Regions from separate parts of the Mus musculus genome. Here region 1 is linked to region 2. Evidence: chromatin contacts called from public Hi-C data. All regions are on one chromosome and are shown on one strand. The core of a region is the stretch at or near the end of the contact, and the rest is flanking DNA. Distances in the headings are between cores, read along the strand shown. Region 1 overlaps Ctnnd2 (catenin (cadherin associated protein), delta 2). Region 2 overlaps Ctnnd2 (catenin (cadherin associated protein), delta 2).

What was found. A called contact is a pair of places that touch in the nucleus more often than the background predicts.
Region 1: a Hi-C map of bone marrow-derived macrophages shows a contact between it and region 2, with 21 read pairs. The contact joins two enhancer-like sites. A contact is called at or near these places in 1 of 15 datasets of contacts at CTCF or cohesin (large pre-B cells), 4 of 484 Hi-C or Micro-C datasets (bone marrow-derived macrophages, cerebral cortex and embryonic stem cells), 4 of 115 datasets of contacts at active chromatin or transcription factors (astrocytes, embryonic basal ganglia and stem cell-derived neural progenitor cells) and 1 of 9 other capture datasets (liver).

Annotation. Positions count from the first base shown.
Region 1 is chr15:30,733,786-30,740,902 of GRCm38.p6, reverse strand. The region is part of intron 9 of Ctnnd2 (catenin (cadherin associated protein), delta 2); the gene reads right to left. Among named protein-coding and RNA genes, the nearest start is that of Gm41283, 54 kb to the right of the region's middle. Within about 2 kb of position 3,857, at least 4 of the 459 cell types and tissues checked have an H3K27ac peak or open chromatin away from gene starts, as enhancers often do. A contact at or near this core is called in bone marrow-derived macrophages, where this site is marked.
Region 2 is chr15:30,462,862-30,469,966 of GRCm38.p6, reverse strand. The region is part of intron 2 of Ctnnd2 (catenin (cadherin associated protein), delta 2); the gene reads right to left. Among named protein-coding and RNA genes, the nearest start is that of Gm41284, 37 kb to the left of the region's middle. Within about 2 kb of position 1,491, at least 36 of the 459 cell types and tissues checked have an H3K27ac peak or open chromatin away from gene starts, as enhancers often do. A contact at or near this core is called in bone marrow-derived macrophages, where this site is marked.

The DNA of each region.
Region 1 (7,117 bases), core at 2,608-5,107, 270 kb before region 2:
CACCAGTCGTTAACTGAGACACAAATAAAGAAGCACTTTAAGAGATTTCTACCAGCCACCAGCTCTCTTGCGTGCGTACAGCCCCCTTGTGAGAGACTGATTAACAAAGAGAAGGATCCAACCCATTTGCTCAGACCTGAAATGTCAAATTCCCACCATGAAAATTTAAAAGACTGCATACATTTGGTACGTGTGTGACAAGTTTGTCCTGATAATAAGCAAAGCAAAAAAGAAAACCTGCGACATAAATGTCATGTTTCCCACGAACATTCTGTAAAAGGACTTAACAAAAAAGGGCTCTCACCAGTGGGGACATTTTAGCGAGATTCTTTCTTATGTCTATGGATTTAATACTCAGAGAAAACAAGAGACATTTTACTCTCACGGTGGTGAATGTGAAGTCGTGTACAAGAGAGAAGGAAGAAATCCCCATGGTGGGACAGAAAAATCCCAGTCCCTGCAAAGGAGTTATAAATGCTTGAGCAGTGGCTGTAAAGTTCCAGAAAATGCTGCTTTGAATGTCAGCATGGTCACCATTGAAGGTGGGATGCAGAGAAGGTGGACGAATTGGGTCTTCAGAGACATGAAGGGGCAACAAGAGTGTAGGTCTCCTCTGTGTCCTGCACATTGGCTCTTCCAGAGGCACTGAGAAGGTAAATCATGCAAATCCGTTAATGGCGACCAATGCACGCATGGAAGCATCTAGAAGAAACCACTAAGGCTTCAGTAAATGTGTGTGAGCATGCTCAGAGGTGCATGCGCATTGTATGCGGGTGTATGGGGAGGTTAAAGGTCAACCCCGGGCGTTGCTGCTCAGTGATGCTCACCTTCTTTTTGAGACAGGATCTCCTTTTTCCCTGGACCTCATCAGTTTGACTGGGGTCAAAAACCCTTTATCAACCAAGCTATCTTCAAAGCCCTAATAATTATAATTCTGAGGAATAGACTGAGTGAGTTAAGGAGTCAATTCTGTCACGTTTCTACTTCCTTAACTTTTAAAATGGCCTAGGAAGCACATATAAAATGTTACATAAAAGGTGCTATAAAATGATGGCCCATTGATATCATTATGATCTTTACTTTTTCTCACAGAAATACACTTCAACACTGAGAGTTCAGAAGCCTGTAAGCACTTGCATTGGTGGCCTGTCCTGGAAATTATTTTTTTTTCCTTTTAATATCCAATTTCCATGACACTGAGTTGTGTGTATTTTGACTCTTTTAAACATTTGCACTATTGCAAGTGCTTGCTAGCAACATGCTCACAGGTCACTGGGGAGAGAAACCAACTACGAATGTTTGCTTTCCTCGGTGATGCATTTCATACTCTACTGCTTTCTTTGAGCTTTAGTAAACATTTAATTTTAAAAAGTTATGTATATGTATATGTGTATATATATATATATATATATATATATATATATATATATTTGTGTATACACACACACACACACATGCATGCACACACATGTGCACATGTGAACCTAGTAGGATTTTTTCCATTACATTTTTTCTTGAAGTTTTGACATCCAACTATTCATGTGTATGACCAGAGACTATATGTATGTGTATGTGCATGTGTATGTATATGAACATATACACGCACACACACATACATACATACATACATAAACACATACATACAGTCTGCAAAGGGTAAATACATATCTAAAAAAAACACCTCTTGTTGGAAAGAGTTACTGTCTGAACTTGCTCTCTGCAGCTCCTTACAGAATGATTCTTACAGGAATAATCCCCATGCCCCACAAATGGCAGACATGTTCAGAACCACATACCCACTCCGAACTCCATATTATAAAACCATCTACTGATGCAAATTTTAGACGTGGAATCTTGAGCCGTGTGACTGTGTAGATCCTGGGAATACTCTCCACGCAGCAGTTAATGTCAAAACATTTTCCACTGAACCAAAATCAGAAAGTAAACCTCCACAATGAAACGGACGAAATTTGAACTATGCCCTCAATTTTGAGTCAACTTTCCATGAATACTAGGATATACTTGAATTAGTTCCTTTAGGGACTTCCTCTAAATGGGGTCATTTTTATTTTTATTTTGCTCATGAGCAGAAACTGTGAGTACAGTAGGGGTTTTCTCCATTATGGTTTTTTTTTTCCCCTGAAGTTCTGACATCCAGATACTCATGTGCATGCCCAGAGGCTCACACACTGAAGTGGTATGCTATATAATCAATCTATAGTAAGCCTAATTGCTGGAGAAATACACCATACAACATGTGACATGGGCTGTCAGATATATGATTGTATTTCTGTAAGACCATTAAGTATGTCCAAGGAAAACAATGTAGTACAAAAGGGAACATAAACCTGATATTCTAATGCTTAATTTCACATTTTCTTATCCTTCTCCAGTGTCACATTTCTGGTTAGACGGATTTTTACATGTCTGGGAAACCAAAGATAATGCAAAGCTCATGGAAAATACAGGATCCGGCTTCAGTACAGGGCACCGTTAGAAGCAGCTTCAGGAGGGATCAAGCTCCTTTCTCCTTAAATGGGTAACCAGCATTGTGCTTCTGGGCTGTGTCTCTTAATACTTTCTTTGTGTGGCTTTATTGGATTATTGCAACCCAATCCTTATTCCTTATTATCGTGAGAAAGCTTAAAACAGCAGATAAGAAGCCTCCAATAATAACACACTAGTAGACAAGAGCTAACCAAATACTAGCTGGCATAAGTACCATGTTTAACCAAAATAAAAAATATTTTTATTTTAATTAAATTGTGTTAAGTAATATTCCAATAATTACTAGGCCTTAGCACTTGGCGATAAGATTTTAAAACATGTAAGCTAAGAAAAGGAGCATGTTTTAGTATTTTAGCTTTATGTTTTAAGGTATTTAAACGGATAAGCTAAATATGAAATATTAACACTGTTGCTCAACTTGCCCAATCTTACATTTGTTAACGTATAATTAAGTAAAAACCAATAACCTAGTGGGAGTGGTACACTGAAAGGTTCTATTTATGCGGTTCTAAATCAATTTTGAATCACCTTTTGTGATTATTTAAAGGGCTTCACTGCCTTTGAATGAGTTGAAGTTTACAGTTTAGAAAAAAATACAAACAAATGCTTACATGGATGTGTGTGTGAATACATGTGACCTGTGTGAGTGTGTACTGACCACTAACTGTCTGAGAAGGTGGGCAATAATCTCTTTTAAAGAGTAAAGTTAGATTAAGAGGAAAAAAGTTTTATGATTTTAATTTTAATTAGTGATTTTTCTGAGTATTTGCCTTCCTTACGTCCACACATATTACATATTTCCAGAAAACAAACAAAATAAAAACAGCAGCGATAATGGTAACATTGTCTGCTTTGATATAGAGCATAATCTCATAATCCACGGGGGCTTCATTGCTATCAGATTTTATATTCTGATGAACAGAGACTATTGGACTTAGATGATACATTGAAAAGGATCATAGTATGTCTTTGAGAATATGATATTATTTATAAAACTAGGTGTAATTAACAAGTGGGTCCTCACCTAGGTATAGAGGGATCCAGCAACATAGTTGCTCTGGCAACGTATAACATGCAAATACTTTGTGTATCTATGTGATTTGGCTGAGATACAGACACCATGCAACACACCTTTAATCCCTATAGCACACCCTTAATATACACCTTTAATCCCCAACAATGAAAGTAATGTTAGTTTATGGAAGGAAACAGCCATGTTTGAAAGTGATATTTAATAGAGGGCACACAAAGTGATGAATCAAAGATTTGACACAATGAGTCAGAGATAGAATATGCTCAACTTTCACAAGAACAGAACAGGAAAGGGAGGAGACTTAAGAAAGCAGTGCAGAAAGGAAGTCAAGGAGGAGGAGTAGGGAAGAGGAAAAGAAGGAAGGTTTGTTGTGTCAGTGTTGCAGAGACAGATTACAGTTGAAGACAGAATGAGCAAGAGAATAAGAAGGAGCCAGAAGATTAAAACAGATCACCAAGAGTTAGTTTGAGGCCAAGAAGAGCAATTCAGAGAAAAGCTGAGAAAAGCCAGTTTGAATCAGTCAGCTAGGAGAAGAAGACCTTTAACCAGGACAGCTGAGTTGACACAGCCAGCTAGAGTTCAGAAAGAGCTAGAAAGGGTGATATTATTCAGCAGTAGGCCTCTGAGATGATTATACCCAGGGCTACCTAAGAGTAAAGGAGAACAAAGAAAGGAGGGGGGTGGGTTCTGAGATTTAGCCTAAGAGGACAACCATTTCTGCTGAGTGAATTCAAACTCCCTAGTCTCAGATACAATTCCTAAACTCTTGTCATAATGTAAATTAGAATACCAAGTATTTTGAAATGTTGCCAAAATAATAATGCACTAAATACATCGACGATCGCAGAAAACAACCAGAGCAGCATGAGGTTGCTGCCTGGTCAAATCACATTGTTTATCTGATTTCTCACCAACCAACTGGATATACCACCATGACCATGCATGTGATTCTGTACTTACTGATGGCACTCCACATTACTGGTTCTTTATCTAAATCTTGGAGATACTTTCTGAATATAATACTTTTGGAAAGGCAAATGTCTGTGAGTCCATGCATATATATGTGTTGCATAGAGACCCAAAATTAAAGTCTATTCCCTTTTCCAAATCACCAAACCAATTATGTTTGTCCTATGGTGACATTTATGTGTTCTGTCCTGTTTAATCTTTTCATGACTAGTAAGAATGCTCTACACTAACTTGAACACTCAATACTGAGTAGTCCTTACATTACCAGATGATAGGCTCTTGTTGTACAAGTGTAACTATCTTGTGAAAACACCTCTAAATTTTATTTGTCTCAAGAAGATTCAAGTAAGTATCATATGAAAACATGGCAAGACAGCTTATCTATTTTTTTCTAACTCTAAGAAAAATACTAGAATTACACTCATGAACCTTATGGGTCCATGAAAAGGGGATTGGCTATTGGTCATATTTGGGCCACCTCCACTTTTTATATGGCTTGTAACCTAAATAAAAAAGGGAGGGGGGAACTTCACACAAGCTTTCAAAGCTTAGAGATCATTGAGGAGGGGGTCTGAAAGACTATAAGACCCAGAGCTTAAGGAAGACCTGGACAGAACTGTGGTTTCTAGAATATGATTGCCTGCACATCAGCAAACCAGTCTCATTTCAGAATGGATGGGCAAAGGCCCACAAGTCCTGCCCCTAACTGAGGAGCTATTTAGCTTCTAAGAATGGAGAGGTAGTTCTTTGAAGTGTGTGGTGACCCTGGTAAGTCAACCTTCTGCAGTGGGGGGCCCCACGCCCATGAATAAATGGGTACTAAGCATAAAAATAGAGCAGATCCCAGTTTGGGGGAGGGGATATGTGAGAAGTTAGTGGAAGGAAGGAGGGGAGTATGATCAAAATCAATTGCCTAAATTCTCAAAAAATAATTCAAATTGCATGTTTTTTAAAAAAAATAAATACTGAACTAAAACAATATAGCATTCATATATGAACAGTGGTGACCAATCTGATGAGGAAGTGTACAATTTTGAAGCCCTATAAGGCAGCAAGATACCTTCCACTAAAATCCCATTCTTCAGATTATATAAAAGATTATATAAAAGATTTTCAAAGCTGTATAAGATTAATCCCTATTATTTTTTTATAGAATAGTTATGCATTTTTAAAAGATTTATTTATTATTATATGTAAGTACATTGTAGCTGTCTTCAGACACACAAGAAGAGGGCATCAGATGTCATTACAGATGCTTGTGAGCCACCATGTGGTTGTTGGGATTTGAACTCAGGACCTTCAAAAGAGCAGTCAGTGCTCTTAACTGCTGAGCCATCTCTCCAGCCCTAATTCTTATTATTAACACTCACTTTTTAGCTTCATTAGTAATAACTGTGAAAATTACTTTTCATTTGTTGGACGAGCATCTTCATAATATTCTCGGGTTGGCCCTTTTGTCCACAAAGCTTAGAATATCAGGCTTCTCACTCTGCAGGGAGCTTACTCACTTACATATCTGAGTTGCCTTCAGAATGTCCACAGTCATGCATATGTTCCCACACCAGCTTACAGCGAGCTCACAGAGCAGGGTGAACACAACCTTTAAGGTATCTAAATGTCTGACAATGGAGTAATGGAAAAAGAAAATGTGGTACGTTTACAACAATGATAGTACTCAGCTGTTTTAAAAGATGACATAATAAAGAAATTTGTAAGAAAATGGATAGAGCTAGGGGGAAAAAATCAGCTTTAGACCACAGACCACAGACACAGCAGGTACTAGCTAATATGTGGCTATTAAGTATGTGATAAGCAGGCCACATTCCAGATAACCATGGAGAGTGGGTGTTGAGTAGGGAACTGTGGGGAGAGAAGGGCCTTCCTAGAGGGGATAATAGAATCAAGAGGTACAGATAGACTAAGAAGGGACTTGAGTGGGAGGAGCAAATGAGGAGATTCAGGGAAGAACAGGTAAGGGAGAGAATGCAGGAATGCAAGAATTGCTAAGACTAAGGGCCATTTAAGGGTCTTTTGGAAACCCAATACAGCAGAGTAGGAGCTTCTTAAAATCCATATATAAGCGAAACCTAAACAGATTCACCGAAGCTCCAACTGAACATCTGGAGGAGGTGTCCAGGGTTGGGAATGGTACCATCTAAGCAAGTCTCTGGTCAAACTAGGTCCTATGAAAAATCCCTAAACAACCTTGGCTAGTGCCAAGGCTATCTGACATTAAGGTCCTGTTGTTGAAGACAAGGACTGCATAAATTACTGAACCCAAAGAAGGAGAGCTGGTGCCTAGCTAGAGCCTTTGCCTCTATTGCCTAGTGTTCATGGCACAGGAAGGTATTCTGCAATCTACCAGAAGAAAAAGGAAAATACCAACAGAGCAAAAAACAAAACAAAACAACAAAACAAAACAAACAAAACAAAACCCTCTTAGATCTCCAAGATGCACTAGTGGTATAGTAACAAAACTTCTGAGGTGTAACCAACCAAGATCTGATTGGATTTAAGACCCACTCCATCAGATTTAGCCCATGCCTGAAACTGCTTGTGTAATCAAGAACCTGAAACTAGATAGGGTACAAACCTAGGGTAAAACCA
Region 2 (7,105 bases), core at 242-2,741:
TGTATGAATTTTCTTTCACCTAATATAGAATATATGCAATTAACAGTGAGCGAATAGATGGCTGATAAACAAGGAATCTTCTGAACAATTTTCTGAGTGAAGGCAAACTTCTCTGGACATGAGAACATCACCCGGGTGTGTTCTTCTTCCACTGACCAAGTCTCCTCTCCCAAAGTCCGAGGTCTAAATTGTGAATTCCACATTTAGAAATATTGTTTTAAATACTGTTTTGAGATGCCTTCCTACATACTATTATCTTACCTCCCTTTTGCATCAAAACTATCCATTTTCCCATAATTTTCCCTCTTGATGACTAAAATTATTTTTACTGGTAGCTGTTTGTTTGTAAGAATGTCCTAGTCTCTTATAAGAAGGAAATATGTTTTGTCTTTTTTGGTGACACCACAGTTTCTAAGAGCTCTGTCACTGGATCAATGGAAACCAAAATTTGCCTGTAAAAATGTGGTACTCAAGAATTTTTCTTTCTTGCTTAAACTCATATTAATGAAATGTCAAAGAAAATCCATCTTTATAGTGCTAGAAAACACATCTACTGACTTTTTCATCCCTTTTTGCTAGCAATGAATGGCAACATTGTATCTTTTATATAATATTTCTTATTCAAAAGCAAAATTACATTACATTCACAGCTCTTGCATCTACTCATATTATAAACAAATAAAGACTGTTAAAAGAAGAAACTAATAGGAAAAGAAACAGACGTACTTAAAGGATTCTACATGGTACTGAGCAATACAGGCAGGGAAGAAATAGAAAATGAAGTCAAGCTCAGATCCTGCTGATGAGCTTAATCTAGTGAGAGAGTTGAACTCTACTCGAAGTTTACTACAAATGAGGATGTTAAAGTAGAAAGAAAGAAATAGAAATGAAACTTACAGAAAACTTTTCAGAGAAGAGGAAATTACTCAGAGGCCAAGACAGGCATGCATACACGTGGTCATTTGGGGACAGTAACAACTTACCACTGATCACGAGTAAGAGTGGAGGGATGCCAACACATTACAGAAATATGATTATAAGTTACCACACTGTAACAGGAAATGATGATGCTGCATGGGTATATGACAGAAAGCACAAGCACTTGTCCCAGGTAATTGAGTGAAGCAGGGGCTATACTATCAGCCAAATGGGTCACTTGGCAAAGAGGTTCATCAAGGATCCTGCTTTTCCTAGCTATCGAAAGCACTGGAGTGGCTCAGTTACTTCCATACTATTAACAAAATCCCCTCAGTAAGTTTTTTAGAACTCTTTGTTTCACTGACAAATACGTAATGAGAATGGCTATTTGGGGAAATCTCAGGATGCACAGTGTAAACAAACGTGGCCTATGCACGAAGCCACTCTATTACAGTCTTAATTGCCCATTCCTACACATCATTGCCAGATGCCATGCTTTTTCATAACCAAGTACACAGTGAAATCCTTCATGGGCTTAGAACATAGAACTGTTGGTCATTTTAGCCACAGAAACAGCCTCACTTCCTTCTGTTTCATTTCTGTTCCTCCTGATAATACTTCATTCATTTGGGATGCACAAGGTTAGGAGCCTCTTTTCCCCATGACCCCATGGTGATTTTGTTCATCTGCCTGCTTTGGGTTTTTTTTTTTCATGGAATAAAACTATATTTTGATTCAATCTGTCCATTGAATCTAAATTAATCACGAAGTCTATCTACTGAGCTGTATGCCCTCAGTTCCAAATGCATGCACACTTTATATAACTTAACACCTGCACATAAATCATTGCCATATAAACTAAGCACATTTCCAGACACATTTTTCCTGCTACTGTGATGCCTGATATTGACTAAAGGGTCTCAGGTCATCATCAGAGCAACACCAGATAAACCGAGTCACTACTGTAATTGTACCTTGTGTGATGATGTTTTGCCATTTAGGTAACAGCAGCTACAGTCTTCCTGAATTTCCTTCTGTGAGCCCCAGTGAAAGACTGATAATGCAAAAAGTATTAAACTAGTGTAAAGGGGGTGAACTGGCACTCGGGGTTAAGTAAACAATTTAAGACTATTCAATGAGTCAGTGGTACAGTATGAAAGAAAGCCAAGAAAGACAGCCTAGAGCTCTTTACCATTCTTCATAAGATAATTAATATGCATATACATGTCAAGTCTTGCTTTTCATCTGGGAAATCTATTTTCCCCACCTTAGGAGACAGCAGTCAAAACTCTGATATTAACATGTTTAAATCCAAATAAAACAACAGAATCTGATGCACTGTTCACTTCTGCACTGCTCTGGGTTCAGTGTTAAAGTCTCTTTACTATCGTGGCTTTCATGGTTTGAACATATCAGTGTGATCTGTTCTCAGATCAACATCAAAAGACTGAATTTTAAACCTGGCTTCAAGCTGTGACGGTTTTTACTTTCTTTTCCCTTTATTATGCTCCCCCATTTTGAAATCCCTCTGCCGGGAACAAACTAAGCATGGTTCGACAAGGAGTATGTTCATATTTGCCTCTTGATAATCAAACAGGAAGTTGTAGGGATGCTGTGCTGATGAACGTGCCACAGTGTGAATCATTTACATTGCAGCTACATGAACTGTGCCGGTGCCTCCCCGCTCCACAGTCTCCATCTTTCCACAGCCCCCGGTATGTGGAATGCCTTACTGGGTGTGCATCACTGAGCTCCCAGGCTCTTTCCAGTTATCAAGAACAGCTTACCAGATGTTCCCGGTACACTGAATTTGTCACACTGCAGACAAGCTAATATCATTATGTGAGACCACAGGGGGAAAAGTAAAAGACTCCACATTTAATCCATAGTAAGTACCATGGGACCCATCAAGGCAGTTGGGTTTGCTCAGGATACAGCAGCTTCGAGCAAATGAGGGCCGCATAACAACTTAGTTATGATGGGCGGCAGGATCCGACACCATAAGCTCGGCTCCATTAAAGTGGATGCAAGTACATGAATTCATGTACAAAGTATAACCTTAGCATCTGTCTGTGCGCAGGCAACATTTTGTGGATGCCTTTTTAGGAACCGTCACATCATCCTCCTGTCCCTTGAAACCAGGTACTAAAGTTTCCATCAACCGCATGCAGCTCTACCTGACAGGAAGGACAGACTGGCATTAGCCCCCTGGGCTGACGCACAGGGCTGCGGGCTGCTTATGATTTTGGCAGCTATTTCATACCTATTAGGCCAATTTTTGCCCAAACAATTTTCCCTTGCTAATCAAGTGGGGAAAGCAATAGTCTAGGAGGAAATTAAATAGTCAACAAGATATGTGTACCTAATAAACACTCCAGAACCGGTATTTAGTCAAATCAAATGATTTAATCCGATCCTGTCTCACTCAGCGTGGAGGACCTAGTTTAATAAACTTAAGCAATGCATTCTGCCATAGAAGTAATGTCCCATTTTCCTTCCCCAAGTGATACAAATAATTTGTAGGCACAGAAGAAACAGTATCAATATTTTAACTGCTACTTCTGTTTTACAGACAGGGAACAGGACTAGAATATCAATATGGTTTTATATATTTATTTAATTAAATCTATTTTCATGCAGTTTTGTGCACAGGATAGTTAAGTATTTCTGTGAACAATCTAATTTTCTTATCACTTCCACAACTTATTGAGAATGCATCTACCAATCTCTGGAGTATGTTTTTACCTTCATAGCTCAGCCCTCCCCTCCAGAAACCTCCAGTATGCATAAAATTGAGTACCATAAATACCACTTTAGATTTATTATTTTATGTGTATGTGTGTGTGGGTGCACATCTGTACGTACATATGTGTGGCCATGTGTGAGTGCGCAGACGAAGAACAAGGTCTTAAGTGTCATTGCTTAGAAGCTGCCTACCTTGCTTTTGAGTCCGTATCTCTTACAGACTCTCATAGGCCTGTGGCTCACTGAATAAGGTAGTATGGAAGGCCAGCGAACCTCGGAGATCTGTCTGTCTTCATCTTCTCAAAATCTGGCATTCTGAATGTGCAACACGACACTTGGCTGTAACAGTTTCTGAGAACTGAATTTGGTTCCTTCTGCCATCAAAACAAGCACTTTGTTTACTATTTCTCAAGCCTGGAATTCAAAATTCACACCACTGAATGTCATGTGACCCTTATTAATCTAGGCACCATGCCTTTACAGCCTTAAGTTTGGGTGGCCTCTAGAAGATCATGTAGACGTTGGAGAGTTACCAAGACCAGCAGCTCAGATCTACCAAGCGCCAGCCTTAATCCTCAAAATCACAGTCTCCCTTCTTGTGAGAATCTGTGGCTCCATTCTTGCTTGCCATCAAATTTACCACAGCATTATGCTTCTGCTCACAGCATTCATACCATGCAGTGTGAAATCCTTTCGTGTTCTGTGACTGAGACAGGGCCCTTCATCATGGTTTGTACAGGTCTTCCAATTATGACACATCTGTTGTCTTTCTTGTTGGTTGAATCCATTTACCTAACTTTGTAATCACCAACAGTTCAGATACTATTCCAGACACAGCATGGCACGTATAAAGTCCACAAGTCCCAATATGTGTCTTACCATCTGAATTGGACTCCCTTTGGAGTAAGTTATGTTAACGTAAGTTTTCATAACTTTGACAAATATCAAATGAAACCTCAAACTATTTTGTAATATTCTGCTGTACCAGACATCTCTACACTGTGTACTCTGCAGTTGACAGCTTTCTGCCTACAGAGAAGACTGCACATATAGTCTCCCGTTTTTTATATCTTCATTGTTATTTCATAGTTTTTAGCATTTTGTGTTCCTCTCAAAACATGCTTGTATCTAATATATGCATATCATCGATTGCTTGTGCTTACTTCAAAGACATTGGTCTGATTCTTTGATTACAGATTTGAGTAGAAATCAGGAAGAGCTTATTGGTTGCTGACACTTTCCTACCGAGAATGATTCCTTAGCAGTGCATTACTGTGAATCATAAGCACATGCCCAATACACACCATTTGTACATCAAGGTCAGCACTAGTTGCATGGTTCCCTAGCACCTGCATGGAGTGCACTATATGTGTCAGTATGGTCTTGGTGGCCTTCTATCTGCAGAAAGTCAGGCAGTCAGTTATATGCTTATTTGCAGGCAACAAGCAATTGTTCACAACTGTATGGCAATCGTCTTTGGAGGCTGTCAACTCAGACTGTGATTAAGACAGAAAACCTCAGAAGACAAATATCCAAACTCTATCCATGGCCTGTTTCTCATACCGCTGGCTGAAATTGGAGTATTATCTTCCTTTTCATGCTGAGCCATCCAACTCAGTCTGGGGGCAGCAACTGTCTCTAGACCGAGCTGTACACAACAATCCCATGGAACATGGACACAAAGGTTCAAACCTTATCAATGTATTGCTATTAGACTTTAAAACACTAGGTTATTTTCTGACATGCAAATGTCAGTTGAGTGGCACATTTATAACCTGTAAAACTCAATGAGAACATAATATATGTTCTTGTTCAAAAGACTTCAGTCCAACGAGTGAAGTAGCTCGGGGGCTGCCGGATCACAGACATGAAGAAGTTAGGCCAGGGTCTCAGGTGACAGTTCACCTGTGCCAGTCTGGCTTGCTCCTCCTCGGCTAAAATATACTTTCCTGACTTGTACTGTGGAGCCCCACAGGAAAGACAACAAAATCCTATTCATTTATAAGGGATCAGAAAATGGGAGCTTTTAATTCTGCAGTTATGGAAACGGAGGTGGAGAGGGATCAAGTGACTAGACTATGGAGTTTTAAAGCCCACATGGGACATAACCAAGGAAAAGAGAAATGAAGTAAAGCTAGTACCAGAGCTGGTTCTAATCCGTTCTCAAAATATATTACCCCAATAGGGAGGCAAACCAGTAAATGAAGTACATTTACTGTACAACTGCCCAATATAAAAGTAGAAAAGGAAGATGCTAGAGAGGGCAGAAAACAGCTCTTGGCCTCTGCTTTGTTGACCAATTTTCTGCAAAAGTATTAATACTTTTAATTAAGTATTGAGTATTAAGCATGGTAGAGTAACATGGCCTGTAACCATCACTAAACTCAGCCACGCGCGTTCTTCATGGGGAATGCATGTGTAATTTGAGGCTCTTATATAGCTGGCACTCAAAAAAATTATAAATAGCTACACTGTTCAAAGCAAACAGAGTAGTACCACAGCATTAAAAAAAAAATCAAGGTTTATCACTCCAATGGCTCTGAGCCAACGCATGTGCTTTCCCTTGGCCAAAAATATCCAGTGATATAGTGATATACCTGGAGCTTGCAAACCAATTCAAGGTCCAGGCCAGTCCTGGGCTGTTGCCAGTGTCATCTCCTAAGAAGAACCTCAGAGCCCTTAGACAAATGGTCTCAGGATTCCAGGGTCACTGACCCCAGTTAACTCGATGCCTCATTCTTTAACTCTGTCCCATCCCCACCTCTGTAGTTAAGCTTTCTAATTTTTTTTGGTGGGGGGGGGCAAAAGTACTCCATGATAATGTATACACATTTGATCTTCAACCTCAGCAACTAAATTTAATTACATTTAACAACTCAACACTGAATATAGTATCTCTTGAAAAAACTCTATTAATGCTGATGAAAATTACCAGAAATTGGTGCAGAAGAGCATGAGAGCTTGAAATTAAGTGAGGCAGATGCAGTTCCTAATGAGGGAACATGTGACTAGTGAGGAAGCTAGACATTGAGGACTCCTATCCAGAATGTCTCTTCTTATAGAAACATGCCCTCTCAGGTTACATCCTGTGTCTAAATGGCAGATGGCACTCTCTGGGGCAGGGGGTGGGGTGGGGTGATGTTACTGTTTGCTTTGTAGTCAAACAATCAGGTGACAAACACTTAAAAAGAGCTTTTGTTTTTAAGCTTTAAATTTTGTGGTTGACAGTTTTCCTGAAAGTGTATATGCAATACTGGTGCACTTGGTACCCACAGAGGTCAGAAGACAACATCAGATCCCGTGAAACTAGTGTGATATATGGTTGAGAACCACCATGTGTGTCCAGGGAAGTGAACGTGAGTCTTATGCAAGAAAAACAAGTACTCTTAACCACTAAGCCATGTCTCCAGCCCCCAAATTGGCATCTTTTTTACTTCTTTTT